2 separate regions of the Pan troglodytes genome follow, and region 2 is linked to region 1. The links are chromatin contacts, called in public HiChIP or PLAC-seq maps. All regions are on one chromosome and are shown on one strand. Each heading gives the region's core, a stretch centred on a gene start, on an enhancer-like site or on the middle of the called end of the contact. The rest is flanking DNA. Distances are from core to core; before and after follow the strand shown. Region 1 holds the start of FLCN (folliculin). Region 2 holds the start of MPRIP (myosin phosphatase Rho interacting protein).

Region 1 (2,700 bases), core at 60-2,559:
TACCTCGTAATCCGCCCACCTCGGCCTCCCAAAGTGTTGGGATTACAGGCGTGAGCCACCGCGCCCGACCAGAACATGGAAATTTAAAGAGAAAAAAATAAGTGACCTCTGATTTCAAAAACACAACCACCCACTTTTCTATTCTATTCCTGGTGAGCACATTCTGGAGACTCTGCGGCAACCATAGCCTCGGCCGCGGCGGAAGGCTCCGGGGCGGCCACACCTCAGGGGGCAGCGCGCGCAGGCGGGTCAGGCTCTGATTCCCATCTCTCTCCGGTCTTCACTGGAAGGACCCACACTACATCACAAAGTAATGGCTTTACAATTAACTTCTAAGTAGCTAAATTTAGTAATGGGCGCTCAAGTTTTAAAAAATATTATTCAGGCCGGGCGCGGTGGCTCACGCCTGTAATCCCAGCACTTTGGGAGGCCAAGGCTGGTGGATCACCTGAGGTTAGGAGTTCAAGACCGGCCTGGCCAACAGGGTCTGCAAAAATACAAGAAATTAGCCAGGCGTGGTGGCGGACGCCTGTAGTCCCCAGCTACTCGGGAGGCTGAGGCAGGAGAATCGCTTGAACCCGGGAAGCGGAGGTTGCAGTAAGGCGAGGTCGCGCCACTGGACTCCAGCCTGGGCAACAAGAGCGAAAGCGAAACTCTGTCTCAAAAAAAGAATATTATTCAAAAACTGATTTTCACATTTTTAAAAAAGACCCACTGAGGGAGGAAGACCGAATCCCACACATGCGCGCGCACAGCGGTTCCGAGTTCTGCAACCAACCTCCCACGGGCGCCGCGCCTTCTCCGCGTCACGTGACGGCCGTCTCCCGCACCTTCCATACTCTCAATGTAGGGAGAGGACGGGTTCCATCAGCAATTTAATAAAAACCATTGGTGAAGCAAAAAAAAAAAAAAAAGCCTGCCAACCTCTTATAACGTTTTTTCTTTATTTTTCTCTTTTATGTGGACAGGAAGCCTTAGGTTGGCTATATTTACCCTCAAATCTGTTTTTAAAATGATTTTTAAGTTTCAGCATACTCCCGCGCTTAATGAAATGGTTTCCCCCAGCATCCCCAGCTGGTGCGGTCTGAACCATTCGGAACTTCCCGGAGGGGGGCACCGGAATAGGGGCGGCGGAAAAGGGTAATTGTCGGGCAGCGGCCCCTGCTTCCCAGTCAGACCTCGGAGTTGCAGGACTCGGACTGTGTTCCTGGGCTTGCGGGAGCTAGGGAGGCCCGGCTCTCCTCGCGGTGCAGGACGCGCTCGGACGGCTCCCGCACCCCCACCGCAGTGTTGGGTGGTGGTACGGCTCAGGGAGTCACGCGCCTGGGTCTCGGCGGGGCTGCGGGACCGCGAGTGAGTGTGGTCGCTCCTGGTTCTGCCAGCTCCCCTGAGAGCCTGAACCCGGGCTTGAGAGCCTCGCCACCCCGGGTGACATCCCTGCCGTGGGCTTGGGGGCTCTGGGTGTGATCCCGCCGGTCCGGGTCCCGCACCGACCACCTACCCAGCGCAGTCAGGGGCGGGGCTGGGACCCAGAGCGGGACCCCGGCTGCCGAGTCCAGGTGTCCCGCGGGCCTCGATTCAGGGAGCAGGTAGGCGGGGGTCTGAGGGGTTGGCGGAGGGGCCTGTCCGAGTTTTCGTTGGTCCCAGGTGGACGAGTAATGGGGGAGGGTTTAGGGCCAGAGTCCAGGGCGTCGCCGAGACCCTGAGATTTGAAGATAGGTTGGGGGCACGCCCATTAACCAAGTCTATGGGGATGATGACTGTGATCTCATTTGATGTTGCCATGAAACGGGACTGTTTGCCTTCCCTTCTCCCAGGTTTTGTCTTCGCTCTGTTTGGAGGAGAGGGTGTGTGTCATCCTCTTCTCCCAGTTTGGCGTTCAGGAGGGTCCTCTGATGCGCTAATAGGGTAGCACCGTGTCCTCCAGGGAGGGTGGAAGACCGCGCTTCTCTCCAGTTGAGAGTACTGTCAGTCGCGTCCTTGTCTCCTGGAAAGAATGGATTGGCTTGTGGATTGAAGTCCAAGGTGTGGTCACTAGCAGTCTCTTCAAGTGGGGACACAGGGCAAGGAGGAGCTTGCTGGAAGTAGGTTCTGGCTCTCTAGCCTTTGGCCACAGCCAGTTTAGTGCCAGATTATCACCGTGGTCATCAAGTAATTGAGTAATAGTGGCAGGTGACACTGCGTTTGCCCTTCTAGTGTCCTATGTCAGGGAGCTCTGTGAATGGAAATCCAGGGAAACGGTGGAAATAGAGCCACAGTGAGAGTGGATCTGAACTGGCAGTCATCCCCTGCAGAACTTTTCACCCTGGGCTTGTTGGGATCCCAGCTGCTAACTTAATGAGGCTCCCCAGTGGGAGACTAGTTATAGAAGCTGTGTGTCCACTGCTGGTTAAGATCCGTTATAGTGCCTTGTTTATTTAGAGTGCCCTTACTTAGTGGCCTCTTTAATTCTCCACGGTGCTATGAGAACACCATAGGAAGTAGGGTTGAAATAGGGCCAGGGCGCACCACGGGTGGTGGTGAGGTCACTGTCCAGGTCTGGGACTCAGCCATTGTGGGAGGGGGACATGAACAGACACTCTACCACATCAGGGAATTTGAATACTGTCTTTGGATATGTTGATGAAGAGACTGTCAGCCAGGGCATTTCGGCTTCCTATGTGGGTTCTGGAAAGCTTGTTGGAAACAGACTCGTGAGAC
Region 2 (2,713 bases), core at 110-2,609, 190 kb after region 1:
CCTGCCCCACCACCCTACTCCAGTCGGCCATGTAAACAAGTCAAACCCTGGGTGCACTGAAGTGGCATTAAAAACAACCAGGCCCGTTCACTCGTTTTCAGTCTAAGGGGTTCTTCTGCGACAGGAGTGGTTACAACTAGGTCACACTGGACTGGAATGTGAAGGGACTTCCCCTGGCTTCATTCAGGAGGCTGAGAGAAAGCTCTGAAGAGGATGGAGATGATGGCCGTGGGGAGGGTACCGAGGCACATCCCAAGGAGGTGCACACAAGGCTCGGAATCCTGGAACACTAGGAGTTCAAACAGCAATCACTGCAGGGGTTCCCAAGGGCCATGGGGGCTGCAGCCAAGCCTCTTGGAGCCTTTCATCAATACAAATTCCCCATCTCCCCAGTCACTCCAGGGCGGGGGCCCCAGAACTCTGTGTTTAATGGCTATGACTCTAATGCACGTTTGGGAGTCACAACTAGTTCAAAGCCCTGTTTGACAGTTAAGGCTGGGAGACAGAAATCAACTTTCCCGAGGACCCACAGGTCTCCTCACCCCTCGGCCAGTGACCAGGGAACTGGTCCCAGCTCCCCGCTAAACTATGGCCTGCCAAACTAAGTTCAAGAACAAGACCCTCCTCGCCAGACTTGGACACCCCTTCACCTCTCTCCAGGGCTTGACAGTGACGATGATTCAGAATCGGGGCAGGCTGCGTCCCACTAGACGGAAGCCCACAGTCCTCCCCAACAATCCGACCCCTGGGCCACTCTGGCTGGACAAATCCAAGTCCAGTCCCAAGCCAGAATCTCAGGGGGGTCCCGTCAAGCGGCATGCAATCCCTAAGCGCTTTGTTCCTACTAAGCGAAACCAGGCACTTTTGAGTCACCCAAAAAGCATGAATCACACAGCCGGGCAATGGGAACGGGAAAGGATGTTATTTTTCGGCATACTCGAGGATTTTCCCTTTGTCCGAGCTCTGTCAATGCACTTCCCGTCCCCGTCCCCATGCCCCAGGAGTCGCGCATTTCCCTGCTCCATTTTTATTTTCCCTGCAGCCCTTGGCGGCGCCCCGGCCGCCGACCCGCGGCTCCCAGAACGGAGGTGTCCGGGCCGGCCCCAGTCGCTCACCTGCGTCAGGTCCTCGTCGTTGAGCAGATGCGACTCGCGGGGCTTGAAGCAGTTCTGACACTTGCTCTTGTTGAAGATGTTGGCCTGGAATTTCCTGCACGGGTTCTCCTTGGCTGCCGACATGGTCGGCGCAGCGGCGACGGCGGCGGCGGCGGCGGCGCAGGCCTGGCCGGCCTGGCGCTCCCGGCGGGCTAGGGGCTCAGCGCGGCCGCCGCCGCATCCCTCGCCGGCCCCGCCGCAGGCCCGGCCCGGCCTCCTTCCCGGCGGGCGGTTCGCTGCACGCGCCGAGGCTCCTGAGCCGCCCGGGCCTCACAGCGCGCGCGACGCCCAGCTCCCGCCCGCACCGCCGCCGCCCGGCCGCCGCGGGCCCATGGACGCGGCCTCGGGCCCGCTGCTTCCCGCTGCGGCCCGCCTCTCAGGCTCCGGTCGCCGCCGTCCCGGCTCGTCCGCGCCGCCGCAGCTGCCCTCGGCGCCCCGCGGCCGCTGCAAATGGGAGCGGAGCGCCTCACGCACTACGGGCGGGGCGGGCGGGCGGGCGCGGGGAGGTGCCGGGGCGTACGGGGCGGGGCAGCGCCCGACGCGATCGGCAGCCCCACCGGCCAATGGCGTTGGCGCGCTCTCGCTAACAAAGGAACCTCTGGGCCAATGGCAGTCGGGGGCGGGACCGAGGGCCGCCGAGCGCAAGGTAAGTTGTGCAGGCCGGGAAGGTGGGGGCGCCGGCATGGGACGTTCAGGTTTGGTGGACTGGCGCCGAGGCCGGCCGGGCTGACAGCTGCAGGGCCCGGGCGGGGGCTGCGGGGGAAGGCGGAGCCGACCTCAGGCTGCCTCTCTGCAACCCCCTCGCTCCCAGGCTCGCCTTCCCGCGCCCACGCTGTACACCCAACGGAGGCATCTTCCCCAAGCCCAGCTCGGAGAGGATTAGTTTAGCACCTACTGTGTACCAGGCCCCCTCGTAGGAGTCAGTTAGCGTCGGGAAGGGCTGGATACTCCAAGGGCTCGCTCATTAAAGTTTCGCAACCTCTCCATTCTCATCCCCATTTTACATAGGAGGAGACTGAGGAGCAGAGAAGTAACAGCGGGTAGTATTTCAAGGGATGACTAAGAGAAGATGTCAGCGGACTTGAAGAGCTGTCAGCTCCATTAGGGGAGATGAGCGAAGGCTGACTCTCTGCCAGGTGCTGAGCTAGGCATTCTTTCCCCCATGATGTGCTTGAGGAAATGAAGGGTCAGACACCTGGAGTAATTTGTGTAGGATCACTCTGCTAGGAAGGGGCCGAGCTGTCACTCCCGTCCTCCGTTGTCCAGCCTCCTGGCCAAAAGACAACCTGGAAAAGGCTGTCAAAGGCTCAGGCAGAAGGTTGCAGGAGCCCAGAGAGGGGAGAGATGCGCTCTTTAGAAAAATTCGGGTGGCTTCAAGGAGGAGGGGAAGTTTAAGTGGACAGTGAGAGGGTTGAGTGTGGCTGGAAGTGGAGATAGGGGAAGAAGGAGCAAGAGGGATTGGAGGAGGGCTCTATCACCCAGGCCTTGTATTCCAAGGCCAGGCGTGCACATGTCATCCCACTGGCAGCTGGGAGTCATGGTGAGTCTTTAAACAGGGG

The links. HiChIP or PLAC-seq counts read pairs in DNA pulled down with a chosen protein or histone mark.
Region 2: a contact with region 1 is called in an H3K4me3 HiChIP or PLAC-seq map of stem cell-derived excitatory neurons, with 2.6 times the contacts expected there. The contact joins the promoter of MPRIP here to the promoter of FLCN in region 1. A contact is called at or near these places in 1 of 7 Hi-C or Micro-C datasets (stem cell-derived neural progenitor cells) and 1 of 1 datasets of contacts at active chromatin or transcription factors (stem cell-derived excitatory neurons).

The regions. Positions count from the first base shown.
Region 1 is chr19:50,570,545-50,573,244 of NHGRI_mPanTro3-v2.0_pri, forward strand. FLCN (folliculin) reads left to right here and starts at 1,310. Exons shown (of 14, transcript XM_024350450.3): 1 at 1,310-1,589.
Region 2 is chr19:50,764,714-50,767,426 of NHGRI_mPanTro3-v2.0_pri, forward strand. It overlaps MPRIP (myosin phosphatase Rho interacting protein), which reads right to left and starts at 1,360. Exons shown (of 23, transcript XM_063799700.1): 1 at 1,116-1,360. The coding sequence starts at 1,238.